Linked DNA regions of Sus scrofa: regions 2 and 3 are each linked to region 1. The links are chromatin contacts, called in public Hi-C maps. All regions are on one chromosome and are shown on one strand. Each heading gives the region's core, a stretch centred on a gene start, on an enhancer-like site or on the middle of the called end of the contact. The rest is flanking DNA. Distances are from core to core; before and after follow the strand shown. Region 1 holds the start of RANBP3 (ran-binding protein 3). Region 2 holds the start of RFX2 (DNA-binding protein RFX2). Region 3 holds the start of NDUFA11 (NADH:ubiquinone oxidoreductase subunit A11).

Region 1 (4,811 bases), core at 1,409-3,908:
GTTAGATCTGTCCTGGAGAATTTCTAACCAAGCTCTGTGGTCTGTGCCTGCAGCCTGGAGGCAAAACCTAGGGCAGCAGAATCAGGTGCCTATTGGGTATCCTATTAAAATGCAGATTCCGATTCAGGTCTGTGTTGGAGCCTAGGGTCTGCATTTTCAACAGACTTCCAGGTGATGCTGATTCTGCTGGTTTGGGGGCCGCAGCAAGAAAGTAGCAGGCTCTAGGAGTTCCCTGGTGGTGCAATGGGTTCAAGATGCAGTGTTGTCACTGCTGTGGTTAGGGTTCAATCCCTGGCCCAGGAACTTCTGCCTGCCATGGGTGTGGCTAACAACAATGCTGATGACAAAACAAAAACAAGTAGCATGCTCTAGGAAAAAAATCTAGTGTGCTATCATACAACTCTTCTCAACTCTGGTTAGTGACATTCACGTTGGTAGCTTGAAATCAGCCACAGCTGAAGTAATTATACCAAAAAAATCAGCAATGCAAGGCAGGGTCCAATTTCTTGTTTTATTGTCTTTGAGACTTAAGAAAGTGATGGGAAAATAGTAAAATTTACAATAAATTATACATATAAAGGCACACTACAAATACAGACAGACGGGTTCTCTTGCAGCGCAGCAGGTTAAGGATCCAGCATTGTTAACTGCTGTGGCTACAGTTTGAACCCTGGCTGGGGAACTTCTGTCACACGTGCAGCCAAAAAAACCAAACCAAAACAGACAGACAGAAACACATTCCCCCCCCAGAGAAGCAGCTGTTAAACACTCACCATACCCCACTGATTATATAGAAATGTATAAGACAACCACATAAATATATGTCTTAGAAGTTGGCAAATTCCTATAAAAATCCAGAGTAAATATTTTAAGTTTGTTGACAGTCTGTTAAAAGGACTCAACTAAGAGTTCCCGTCACTGCTCAGTGATTAACAAACCTGACTAGTGTCCATGAGGACCCAGGTTTGACCCCTGGCCTTGCTCAGTGGGTTAAGGATCCAGCGTTGCCTCAAGCTGTGGTGTAGGTTGCAGACATGGCTCGGATCCCTCGTTGCTGTGGCTGTGGTGTAGGCCGGCAGTTGCAGCTCCGATTCAACTCCTAGCCTGGGAACCTCCATATGCCGTGGGTGCGGCCCTAAAAAGACAAAAAGTTAAAAAAAAAACTCAACTCTGATGTTGTAGCTCAAAAACAGCCATAGGCATTTTGTAAATTAGTATGGCTGTTTTCAAATAAACTTAAATTTATGGACACTGAAATTTAAATTGTATACAGTGTTCACATGTCATGAGCCATTATTCTTCTTTTGACTTTCTCCCAAAAATTAAAAGCATAAAAACCAGGAGTTCCGGGGTGGCCTAACAGTTAAGGATCTGACGTTGTCACTGCTATGGTGCTGGTCACTGCTATGGTGCAGGTTTAATCCCTGGCCCAGGAACTTGTGTGCCAAGGGCACAGCCAACCCCCCCCCCAAAAAAATCCAAAATGTAAAAAACTACCCTTAGCTTACAAGCCAGAGGTGGCGCAAGGACTGTCGGGCCTTAAACCAAAGACATGTGACACAAAGTCCCAAGCAGAGGGATCACTCTTAAGTGCAAAGATCCTGAGTTTGGTAAGCTCCCAAACACAGAAAGATCCATGTGTCAGAACTGCAAATGAGCAAGGGAGCGCATGGCAGCAGAAAACAGGGGGGCTTTGTAAGCCTAAATGAGAGATTTAGAATGTATTCCAAGTTCAGCGGAAAGTGTTTTGGAAGCATTGAGGAAAGATGTGCTCTTGATCTAACATTTTTTCCCCCCACTGTACAGCAAGGGGATCAAGTTATCCTTACATGTATACATTTTTTTCCCCACCCTTCGTTCTGTTGCAACATGAGTATCTAGACATAGTTCTCAATGCTACCCAGCAGGATAACTCATATTTTTTAAAAGATTCCTCTGCGTGTTGCTTATTTCCTAAAAATGAAAGAGAGCAGAGAGAGAAGATGCTGTTCAGTCTTCCAGGATAGAGATGAGGATGATCTGGCCTCAGGCAGTGAAAGCCTTTCTGGGGAGAACGGGTGGATCTGGGCTCTATTTTGGAGAGGAGGCAGAGTCCAGGGGATGTTCTGAGGGATCCGTAGCAGATGCGTCGCGAATGAGCCCAGGGGGTCCAATAGTCTCCCCTCAGCCCTGTGAAGTTGATCAGCCCACGTGATCAATGAAAACACAGAGGCTCCGTGCCAGGCCCTGTTGAGTCCACGGCCTCGTCCCCCTCCCAAAAGCCAGTGATCTTTAACTTCAGGCTTCTACTTCCCCCAACCATCTCCCACGTCTCCACGTGATCTCAGAAAAACGTCTGCTCAAAGTACTGGTCCCTTAGACGGAGAACTGGTCTGGGGTGACTTAGGACACCCCACGACCCTCCTGCAGGCCCCAGGCCTGCCCGCGTGGAAAGGCCCCCACTCCAGACCCAGCGATTTACCTATTAGAAGGCCTCGATCGCGGCGCCCACCACAACTCACGCTCCCACCGAGGAGGGCGGGACCGCAAAACGAGCGAAATGCGGGACGGTCAGAACCCATCCCTGCCCGGCCGCCTTACCAACCGTTGCTTCCCGCGTCGCCCGGGAACTCCACCACGCATGCGTCTTAACCTACCCACGCCCACACACCCCCACCCACCCTTGATCGGCGGGAAAGGGAGGCGGGGGCGGTTAAAACGCAGGTTCGTGCTCCGAGCTTGGTCGGGCGGGGACAGTGATCCAGAGCCCCACTGCGCGCCTGGCTCAGCGCGCATGCGCAAGCTGCCTGCCTCGCTCGGAGTCGGCTTGGGAAGTACGCACGCGCGGGAGTTTCTGGCAGAAAGCAGACGAGCCCCGGCCGGCGCGAGGCCTTGTGGGAGGGCTTAAGGAAGTAAAATGGCGGACCTGGCGAACGAAGGTAGGGGAGGCGCCGTCGGGGGCCAGCTGGCGGCCAGGGAACGGGCGGCGGGAGGCCTTGGGACCACAGGCCCGAGGGGTGAGCACCCCGAGGTGCAGGGAGCCTGTGTGCTCCGGGAGGGCGGCCCAGCGGGCCCTGCAGCCGCCCCCCATTGCGTTCCCTCAGGCCGGGCTCATCCGCCCGGCCTATCACTCCCGGCAGCCCCAGCCTTACCACGGTCTGGCTAGACGGCTCGGGAAACTGCGGGGGGCTGCGGCCCTGAGGCCTTTCCGCCTTGCAGGCCAGGCCTGGGGCTGAAAAGGGGCGGGAGGCGCGCCCTCAGCGCCTCGGTCACAGATGTAAATAGACCTCCGGGCCTGGTCGTGGGCCCAGCGCGCCACGCTCCCTCCCCGCCCCCTCGTTCTCGGTACCTGGGCTTCCCCTCTTCCCTGCCGTGCCGCCCCACCCCCTAATCCTCCACCCGCCTGGAGGCTTCTCATCCTCCACCCGCCTGTCCCACGCCGAGGATGGAGAACGTCGGGTTTGTTTCGCCCCCACCCCCAAAACGGCCCCCCAGTTCCCGCCAGTTCCCCCGGATCCTTCGTGGCGACCCGCGACTCCGCTCATTTAGGCTCAGTCTCAGGATGTGGGCCACCGAAAGCCTTGGCTGCCTTTCGGCCCTTTTTTGTTGCACTTCCAGAAAGAGGCAGGCTGTATGATTCTCTCCTGCGGAGCGCTGACATCCCACCTGAGCGATTTTGACAAGGTTACAGTTCCGAACGGCCCAGAGAAAGCGCTCCATAAGTCGATGTCTGATGAAATCAACCGTGATGTTGAGATCGCTGTAGCTTCAGGGCCTCTGAGGCCTATTTTTAGTTCCCTCCGTTTCTAGGTGCACAACTACAGGCAAGCTCTCTACCTGCCTGGCCCTGATTCTCCCGTACCCTTGTCCCTGCTGTCCTGAGGTTTCCATACTCAGCTGCACGAATGGCAATAATATGTGCTCACCCTCGTGGAGCGTTTGGCCTGGTACCAGGTACTGTTCAAAGCCTTGAGGTGTTACCTGGATTAAGCCTCACTCCTCACAATAGCGCCCTGAGGAAAGGACTGTTAACCCCCTTCTTGGTGAGGAAACTGAGTTTAGAGTGGTTAAATTACCTGTCCAAGACAGGTCACACAGCTAGTAAGAAGCAGGGATGTGAATCAAGGTGATCTGGCTTCAGAGGCCCCCACCCCCCATTTTATGACTGTGTAAGATAAAGGAGAGGGGTGCAGAGGGGTGAGGCATTCCATTCATAAGATCCATTTAAAGGCGGAAGGGGGAGGAGTTCCCTAGTAGCCCAGTGGTTAAGGATCCGGTGTGGTTTGGGTCACTGCTTGTGGCTTGGGAACCTCCTCATGCTGCAGGCGCGGCCCCAAATATGAAAAAATAAATAAAAATAAAGGCAAGACAGGGACTGAATGAATGGGAATCAGTATGACATAGTTTATATATTTGCATATTTCATTGTCTTGAACTTAGGATCGTATCCAGCATTGTATTTGACATCTCCATTTGGCTAATAGGCAAAGACAAAATCCCTATCTTTCTCCCCCAAACCTGCCCACCCCACCATCTTTCTCCCCTGTAGTAAATGGCAGGTCCATTCTTTGAATTGCTCAGTCCAAACACCTCGAAGTCACACTCGACTTCTCTCTTTCTCTCATATGCCGCAGTAGATCTTGTCAGTTCTACCTTGAACTTTATTTCCAGAGAATGACCACTTCTCACCACCAGTGCTGCCTGCCACTGCTTGGGCCTCCCTTCCACCTTTACCCATCTAACAGTTTCTCACCCCCAAGGCAGGGTGGACTCTTGAGACCTCCCTGCCCTCTTCTCACCACAGTGTTCCCACCTTACTCTGCTTTAACCAC
Region 2 (4,811 bases), core at 1,733-4,232, 110 kb before region 1:
AGGTGGCTGCCATGGCGCAGGTTTGATCCCTGGCCTGGGAACTTCCCCATGCTGTGGGCGTGGCCAAAAAGAAAAAATAATAATAAAATTAAATAGGTATATTCATAAGTGAAAAATAAGCAGCAATAAAGAATGAACTAATTTATTAAAAACAAAATAAGGAGTTCTTGTTGGGGCGCAGTGGTTAACGAATCTGACTAGGATTCGTTGCAGGTTCCGTCCCTGGCCTTGCTCAGTGGGTTAAGGATCCGGCGTTGCCGTGAGCTGTGGTGTAGGTTGCAGACACAGCTCGGATCCCGAGTTGCTGTGGCTCTGGTGTAGGCCAGTGGCTACAGCTTCGATTCGACCCCTAGCCTGGGAACCTCTATATGCTGCGGGAGCAGCCCTAGAAAAGGAAAAAAAGACAAAAAAACCCCAACCAACCAAACAAACAAATAAAATCACATATCAGAGTATGTCTGCCCCCTGCTTAAAGCCCTCCAGTGGCTTCCCAGTCTGATGAGGACCATTTCCCATGGCCTATGAGACCTCAAATGAAATGAGCCCATCCATTGTCTGACTCATCCCTCCCACCCCACTCACACCCTCCCCGTTCACCTCTGCTCCAGCCATGCCAGGGACCTGCTTTTTGTTTCTTCCCCATGAGTTTCCACCCCAGGGATTTTGAATTCCTGAAATGTTCTTTTCTTCTTCCTCATTATTCTGATCTTGGCCCAAATGTCACCCCCTCAGAGAGGCCTAGGGTGACCAACTCTTCCCACTTTGGGAATTTCCCAGATTTAGCAGTGAAAGTCCCACGTCTTGGGAAACCCCATAATCAACCATCCTGGTTGGCCTCATTCGAGAGGCCATCCCTGACTGTTCCATCCGAAATAAGCCCCACCTACTCAGCTCCAAGAGGGATTTATGTCCCTAGCACCTGGAACAGTGCCTGGCAAATAGTAGGCATTCTCTCTCTCTCTCTCTCTCTATATATATATATATATATATGTATATGTGTATTTTTTAGGGCTGCCCCTGAGGCATATGGAGGTTCCCAGGCTAGGGGTCTAATTGGAGCTGTAGCTGCTGGCCTAGGCCATAGCCACAGCCACGTCAGATCTGAGCCACATCTTTGATCTACACCACAGCTCACAGCAACGCGAGATCCTTAACTCACTGAGTGAGGCCAGGGATCTAACCTGTGTCCTCATGGATGCTAGTCAGATTCGTTTCTGCTGAGCCATGATGGGAATTCCTCAATGAGTATTTTTGACTAAATAAATAATTGAAGAACAGAAACTGACTCCTGCAGTCTTACACCTAAGATTCCATCACATGAAGAGTCCTGTTGTGACTCAGCAGGTTAAAGAACCTTGACATAGTGTCCATGAGGATGCAGGTTTGATCAATGGCCTCGTTCAATGGGTTAAGGATCCGGCACAGCTACAAGCTGTAGTGTAGGTTGCAGATGCAGCACAGATCCCGAGTGGCTGTGGCTGTGGCCAGCAGCTGCAGCTCTGATTCGACCCCTAGCCCGGGAACTTCCATATGCCGCAGGTTTGCCCCTAAAAAGGGGAAAAAAAAAAATCCATCACATGAAAATCTTTAAGAAACAACCTATCAGATGGTGGAGAAATCAACGTAGCTAAGTCACTGTCAGCATTTTCATTAAAACAGAATAGAAAAAAATCAGCATTACCTAAAGTATCATGTCATGAAAATACTGTTTTGGTTACATATACATTTGCGTGGACTGGGACTTGGAGTAACATGTATTTCCTGCTGTGCCTTGTGGTCAAAAATGTTTGAAAACCACCCATCTAGTGGTCAAGGGTGTGGGATTTGGTGACAGACCCCTGGAGTTTGAAACCTTTATGGATGTTTGATATAAATTCTCTCATTCTTTCCCAACCTCTGAATGGGAATAAAGCATAATAGAGATAATAGTCTCTTTCTCGTGAGATTTGACTGAGTTAGCATACGAAAAATGCTCAGATCACTTTCTGGCATTAAGGACAGTTTAGTCACTGTTGACTAATATGATTATTCAAATGAATGAATGAGGCTGAAATCTAATCTTCCCTTAAATTGCCCTGTCTGCCTCTTCTCAGAACATGCTTTTTCTCCTAGTGTTCCAGTCCCTTCTCCCAAATAACTGTATATTTGCTTTTTTATTGTTTATTGTCAATCCACCCCCCGCTCCAGTAAAAACTCTAAGAGAGTCCCTTGTTTGTCCCATTCAAAAGTTGAACCTACTATTAGGGAGTAGAAAAAAAGTTTGGCCTGTGCAGGGCCAAATAGAAAATATTTTATACTTTGCTTAAGTCATCCCATTGTCGTGCAAATACTCAGCTCTTTACTATCCATCTCTCCCTGTGGCGTGAAAGCAGCCTTCTATGTCCCTTAATAACGCCGAGGCAGGGTGGTGGGAGGAGTCATGGGGGGGGGCCTCTAGGCGCGCAGAATTTGGCCCAGGGCCTATAGTCTGCCACCGACTTTCATATAGTTTCCACATGCCACAAAAGATTCTTCCTTTGATTTTTTTCTTTTTAACCACTTAAAAAAATATTTTAAAATTCCCAGTTTGTGGGCCATGAAAATAGGGTAGTGGGCTATATCTGGTCCACTGGTCAGAATTTGCTGACCTCGGACCCAGACTGTTCGAGGACGCCCGACAATCATCTTTGTAATAGGCGAAGGCCCCTGGGACCCCTAAACTCTGCCTTTGGAGCTGCGCCACCAGCACCCGGCCCGCCCGCGCCTACCGCTTGCGAACCCTCGGAACCGCGCGCCTCCCGCCAGCCCCGCCCTTCCTCGCGGCAATTGGTCGGGCCTCGCCCTCTTCCTTGCCGGGGAACGCCCCCTCTGACAGGCACTTAGGGCAGCCAATGGAGAGCCTCGAGGCCTTGCGCCCCGCCCCTACAGCGCCCGTTGGAGGCGGGCATGGGCGGGCCGTTGAGGGGGTGGGGCGTGGAACCTGGTAACCGTTGCCGATAACAACGCCCCGCCCCGTCGCGGCAGGAGGGCAGGCAGCGCGAGGCGGGCTAGCAGGCGGGCAAGCGGGCGGGCGCCGGGAGCGGGAGGAGGAGCGGCCGCCGCCGCCACCGCCGCCGCCGCCATAGAGACTGTAGCCGTGGAGACTGTTACTTACCAACGGGGACCAACACGCAGCAGCAGCCGCCGCCGCCGCGGGAGCCGTTGCCCGAACTCCCGGCCCGAACTCCAGGTGACCGATGCGACCGTCCCGGGCCCTGCCCGGCCGGGGAGTGCGGGGGGCGGCGGGGACCGCGATCGAGGGGTCGGGAGTGGGCAGCCCAGTCCTTGCCGTTCACCCCAAACGTCCGGGATGGCGCGTCCGTGGGACCTACCTCTGTACCCCGAGTCCCGAAGGCGCGGCTGAGTTTGGGGCGCCCAGGGACCCCTTTTTCCTTTTAACCAAATTCGGGGAGAGGTGGGGGGACTCATCGCCTCACTTCTCACAAAACTTCCGGAGTTGGGGCCCCCCAAGAGCCCTATTTCACTCTTACCCTAAAAATCCCCGAGTTGGGGGCGCCCCTGGAACCCCTCTCAAACTTTTACTTTCAAACATCCGGAATTTGGGGCTCCTGGGGAACCTCTTCTCTCTTTTATCCCTCAAATCCTTAAACTGGGGGTGCCGGAGGACCCCTTTCGCACTCTTTACCCTAGACTCTCTGAACTGGGGACTCTTTGGCAACTTCTTTCGAACTCTTATATTTAAAACTCCCTGAATTGAAGGCGCCTGGAGACTCCTCCTGTTTACTCCCCAAATCTCTGAAATTGGGGCACCCATGGGGCCCTTTTCTCACGCTCAACCTCAAATTCCTGAATTGGGAGGGCCTAAAAGATTCGTTCTAACCTTCACCCTCAAATTCCTGGATTGAGGTGACCCGGGGAGCTTCTCGTTTTGACCCTGCTCCCAAATACTGAATTTGAGGGCTGCCTGTAACTCCATTCTCGCTTTTTAATACAAAGTCAGTGCGCCGGTCTAGAACAGGAACCCCCCTTCTCACTCTATGGCCACAAAATCCCCAAGAATTGGGCTTACCAGAGACCCGTTTCTCACCTTTCCACCCCAAATCCTCGCGTTTAGAGCTCCTCCCTCGGATACTCTGAGCGCTCTCACTTGTGACCCCCGCATTCCTAAATTTGGGGGGTCCTGGATCCGCCACTCCCTCCACGCCCCTCAGGAAGCCCCTTCGCACACCCGCAGCTCCCCTATTTGGACTGATAGCGAAGCAAGAAAAGTTTCACTGAAAGGTGTTTTTTTTTTTTTAATTTATTAATTTATTATTTTGTTTAAAGAGCCCAACATGTGGCTCAAACTGGTCTGTGGCATTTTCTCCAGAGGTCGTGCGAGTGCATGTGTGTTTGTGAATCCAGCTCCCACCCCCTGACCCCCAGAACACACGCACCCCAAATCCTCTCGGTTCCTTTCTTTTTCCCTCTGGGATGAGTCGCGGCTCTCTCTCCGTCTTCGTCCCTGTTGCTTTTTCTCGCCGCTGCGCTAGGAAAGTTGAGTTTCCGATCCTAGTGGCTATTTCCAGGGCCCCCGGGGCCCAACTGCCCCTGCCATTCCGGCTGCTGCGGCGGGGGTGGTTCATCTCCTAATTTTAACCTTCTGGTTGCCCCACAGGAATGAGGGAGAAGGGCAGGATGCAGCACTGGAGTCCAGAGCTGCCTTTTTTCGGAGACCTCGTTCCTGCTTGTGGGTGTTTTATTATTCGCCACCCCCAGCCCAACACACAGTTATTTTCTTGCTTTGTACATTCAACTGTCAGTGCAGATGGTCATGAGTTTTATCCCTTCTC
Region 3 (4,811 bases), core at 755-3,254, 68 kb after region 1:
ACTCCTTCATTGATTACCCTAGCTCCTCCTGCAGTTCTCTTGTCCTATTTGTTGTTCATCTTAGATGGCTCCTCGTCCAGGAAGTCTTCCCTCTGGGCCCCCTCAGAGCTGCATGGCCCTCCATCAAACCCAGATCACCCCATGTTGGTTGCCTCGCCCACAGCATGTGGCCCAGGACCGAACCTGAGCCACAGCAGTGACACCAGATCCTTAACCTCTAGGCCACCAAGGAACTCCAAATCAGCCCCACGTTGTAACTGCCTAGGAATGTATCTGCTTGAGGGCAAGGCTGCATAGATCTCACTGATGTGACCTGATAACCAGCACAGTGCCTGGCACATAGCAGGTGCTCAGTAAAGCTGAAGTAATCCAACCAGCCCTGACTTTTTTCCCACCTGGGCCTCAGCACCTCCTTTGTCCCTGGGCACCTGTCTCATCCCTTTCAATCCTTCAGCTACAGGGATTCTTCAAAACGGCTGATATGATCTCATCCTCCTCAAGAACCTGCTGTAGCTCTCTGCACCACTCAGGACCAGCCAATTTTGCCTAGTGGTAAAACAGGCCCTGTTTAAGTTAGCTATTCACGTTTGTGTGACATCCCTCAACCTTACACACTGATGACTAATTCAAATATTTTAGTGTTTGTCAATCCCACCAGTAGTCCAGCTCCACGTGAATGCACGATTTCCCTGGCCGGTCCTCCTTTTCAATATAGGCTCTGCCTCCGCCCACCTCTTCCGAGAAGTCCACCTGGCGGGCCCAGAGCCTCACCGGTCCTTGGCGCGGCCCAGCTCGTCCAGGGCGGCGCGCAACTGCTGGTCGTGGCGGGCCAGGCGCTCCGCCTGGGCACGCACCGTCCGCTCCGCCGCATCCAACCGCGCCTCCAGCTCCGCCGCGCGCCTGTGCACCGCCGCCAGGTGTGCGTTTGCCTCGCGGATTTGCAGAGGTGGCGGCGCTGACATGGCCCCTGCTGCTGTCCAGGCCCGGCCACGCCCACAGGCGGCCCGGAACAAGCCTAAGCCAAGCCCCCTGGAGGACCGCGCCCGCCCTAGAGGTCCGTCCAGGACTTCGGCGTGATTGGCCATAACCCTCTCTAGGCTCCGCCCCCAGGGTGCGCCTTCCTCAAACCCAAACACCCTCACTGGTTCCAGCAACTCAAAACTCCGCCCCTGAGCCCGGCCTAACTCCAAGATTGGCCAAAGTCTTGACAAACCACGCCCCAAAGATGTCGTCACGTTCCAGCTCTGGCCACTGGATTGGTCATCCCTTAGAGACAGGCACCGCCCTACTCAGACGCTAACGCGCGAAGTTGGTCAGAGCCCACAAGCTTGACCACGCCCCAGAACCGCCCCTTAGGCAAAGGTACAGCTCGGGATCAGTCAAGTCCCCTCCAGGTTCTATTTCCGTTCTGGTCACGCCTCAAGCCTAGGACCTCCTACAACCCGCCCAGGAGTTGGACTAGCCACAGACTGGGCACGGACCTAGTCTCCCTAAGAATCCTAGTACTGGAATTAGTACTTTCGCATTAAACCCAAGAACCTGGCCACGCCCCCAAATAGTCGCATGCGGTTCAGACTCCGGTTTAAGACTGGCCACAGGACATGACCACGCCTCCCCACAGATTCTGGCTCTGGGAGTGGCCATATCCCCTCTATGCCCCGCCCCATCTTGAGGTCTCGCTCCTATCAAGTGGAGCCTCTCATCTGTGCGCCTGGATAGGCTTAATACCTGTGATGCTCCCGCCCTTAGGCCCCACCTCTGGGAGTCAAATCTTTCCCGGCCCAGGTCCTTCTGAACTGGAATTAGCAACATTTCACTGGTCCTGGTCGGCCTCAGTTTCCCTCTTCAGAAATCGGCCAGGGGTGCACGTGCACTTTACCGCCAGTTCAGGCTGCAGCACTTGAGCGCTGCGCGTGTCCACATCCGCGGCGCTCAATAAAGTTGCTCGCATGTTGCCTGCCAGCCCGCACGAGAGGATGCGCGCGCCGCCTGGGAAGTCTCGCGAGAGCAAGCGGCGTTCGCCCTTGGGCTCTAGGAGCAGGCGGCTGGTACAGTTCGGGACCAGGGGTTCGCGGTCATGGCCAAGACGCTTCTTCACAAGTACTCGGATATCCCCGAAGGCACCGAGTGCCACCGCAAGGCCTATGCCAGCACCAGTATCGGTGGTGCCACTGGTGAGCGCCGGCCGGGTCCCGAGGGCGGAGGGCGTAGGGAGGTCTTCGGGTCACTAGGGGCTGCCCGAGGGCGTCTTGAAGGGTCTGTGGATCTCGCAGCGTGGCATATGGTTGTCGGGGGGTCTAGGGCGGCCTTGGGACCCTGGGAGGGCTCTTATACAAGGTGCACTTTGTGGGGGTGACGGACAATTTAGAGGGCGCAGAAAGGTCATAGAGTCATTGAGAGCTGCCCGAGGAGGGGTCCCATGGGGACTGGGAGTGTCGCAGAGTGCTATGTGGTCGTCGGGAGCGTCTGTGAGAGAGAGCTTGTGGGGAGGTCCAGCGAGGTTGGAGGACCCCGGGAGGCCATGGTACATGTGACAAACTGGTCACTGGAGTCGTCAGAGTCTCTGGGTGCTGATATTGTAAAGTTATGGTGGAAGCGCTCACCAGGCTCTGGAGAAATGGCTGAGTGGAACGTGGCCAGTTATTAGGGCCAAAGGAGCTGAGGGTTGAGACTTTCCATCTGGGTGACTTTGAGATTATTTGGGAGGATCATGGGTTATTATTGAGGCGTCTGAGGGGAGAAGTTGGCAAAGGTTCTGGAGTGGGATTGGGCCTTTTTAGAGTCCAAGAGAGCTAGGTGGTCTTAGACATCTGAAGCTTTTATTGGGGCCACAAGAGGGGTTATAGGGGCCCTGAGGAGATGATAAATGAAGTGGATCAGCAGCCACTGTAAGGTAGGCCTTGGCAGGGGTGTCAGGGGACCCACAGCCCTGGCATTCCCCTGCAGGGGAGACCACAGAGTCTCACCTCTTCCAGTCCCCTTCCCAGCCTCAGTCTGAGATGTAGAATACGATTTTGGCCACCTCTGTATCTCTAGCTCCTGAAACAGGGCCTGGCAGAATTTGAGTCTACACTGGGAGGCACTTGCATTAGGGTAGAACTAATAAAATGCTACCATTTTCTGTGTATTTAGTAAGATCAACCCATTTTTCAGAGGCGGAAACTGAGGGTTAAGGAGGTGGGTGAACTTCCCTGGAGTCTTTTGGAGCTGGGCTGCAAATTTGGGTCCACTGGTCTGCTCCCGGGGTTGACTGGGACAAAGAATGTGCCTCCAGGGTCCTTATGAAGGTGGAGTCCCAGCGGATGGGTTCTGTGACATCTGCTCGAATAACACGTTGTTGGGATGGTTGGGTGTGTGGTGGGGTCTCTCTCTAAGCTGGGGGCGCTTAGCCCTGGAGGGCTGGGCAGTCTGTGTGGTGGACCATTGTAGGGTAACATTATTCTGGAGGATTCATAAGGGGGGGGATATTGACATTGGGGAGTGCCCAACAGAACTTTATGGAGGGTCCTGGTTGTGTCCCAGGGGAGACTAAAGCAGGAGGGGGTGGCACTGGGGGAGATTAGGGAAGGTGAATGGTTTGGAGGATTTCAAACTGAGAAAGACTTAACATAGGCATTTGCGAGAGGGCGTGCTCATGTGCTCTAGAGCACACACCGTGGGGGTGGGCTGCTGGAGGAGACTACACGCCTCCCATGAGTGGGATGCTGCCTAGTGAAGGAGGGGGACTCGCAGCAGGGTGTTTGGGAGGGTTGGGTGGGAACCTTTGACAGAGGTGCTGTGCAGACGGGGCAGCGTGGAGAGCTGGGATTTGGGGGTGGTCACTGGCCTCTGTGAGCCCTGCAGTGGCCCAGGGGTCTTTGAGGACATCCCTGTGTGCTGCTCACTTTGCCCGCTGGCATTTTCTCACTGGCCAACTCCACTCAACACCCGGGGTCTGGTTAAACATGCTCCTGGATCCTCCCTTACCTCTTTCACTAGCTTCTTCAGAGGGCAGGGAGCCCGCTCTAAGTGAGCCCAGCACTGTGTGGGTACAAAGAAACAGAATGAATGAGTGAGTGAGTGAAGGCAGGAAGGCACACAGTAACTATGAATGAGTGACGGTACAGTAATGAATGAAGGTGACTGAAGGAATGAATGTGAGCCACACAGTTACTCTTTGTAAATGAATGAATGAATGATTGAATGAGGACACACAGTTACTGCTTATAAATGATGACTGAACAAACCAATGAATGAGCACTGTGTCTGGAGGTCACTTCAGGAGGCTGAGGGGAAGCCAGGAACAGGAGGTGAAGGGGAGGGGTCTTTTGAGGGGGGTGACAGTGGCCTGCAGTGCTGGGAGGGAAGCTGCAGCATCTGAGGAGTCAGGTAGGTTCCTGGAGGTGGGCTGTGGCAGGTCACCTACTGAACGATTGCTGGGGGCGAGCTGGACAGTGCAGGCATCTGACACTGAGATAATCCAGGGGCTTCCAGGTCAGTCATCTGCTCCCAGTTAAAGGACTTCTGAGTGGACGTAGGATGGTGGGGCGCTGTTTGTGTCCAGTGTGTATGGTGAACTGGGTGTTCCTCAGCCAGGACTGCAGGCATACGGGGGTGGGGTCACTAAGGTTCCCTCCATGGCTCACTGCATGACTGGGTTTGGGAACAGTCACTGAATCTTGTCTGTGGTTCCTCTTCAGGGTCCAGCTCTGGAGATCATGCCTCCCCAGGTCCCTGGCGGGATGGGAGACCCTTCTGATTAAGTCTCTACAATCTCAGGTTGGGTGGGGGCACGTGTGAGAGAATGACTGAGGAAGGGGGCCTTCTTGGGT

What was found. A called contact is a pair of places that touch in the nucleus more often than the background predicts.
Region 2: a Hi-C map of alveolar macrophages shows a contact between it and region 1, with 1.4 times the contacts expected there. The contact joins the promoter of RFX2 here to the promoter of RANBP3 in region 1. A contact is called at or near these places in 9 of 47 Hi-C or Micro-C datasets (alveolar macrophages, embryonic fibroblasts, heart right ventricle and 4 more).
Region 3: a Hi-C map of skeletal muscle shows a contact between it and region 1, with 2.8 times the contacts expected there. The contact joins the promoter of NDUFA11 here to the promoter of RANBP3 in region 1. A contact is called at or near these places in 2 of 47 Hi-C or Micro-C datasets (liver and skeletal muscle).

The regions. Positions count from the first base shown.
Region 1 is chr2:73,060,224-73,065,034 of Sscrofa11.1, forward strand. RANBP3 (ran-binding protein 3) reads left to right here and starts at 2,659. Exons shown (of 17, transcript XM_021084014.1): 1 at 2,659-2,918. The coding sequence starts at 2,897.
Region 2 is chr2:72,946,877-72,951,687 of Sscrofa11.1, forward strand. It overlaps RFX2 (DNA-binding protein RFX2), which reads left to right and starts at 2,983. Exons shown (of 17, transcript XM_021083998.1): 1 at 2,983-3,208.
Region 3 is chr2:73,129,025-73,133,835 of Sscrofa11.1, forward strand. It overlaps NDUFA11 (NADH:ubiquinone oxidoreductase subunit A11), which reads left to right and starts at 2,005. Exons shown (of 4, transcript NM_001244924.1): 1 at 2,005-2,174. The coding sequence starts at 2,078.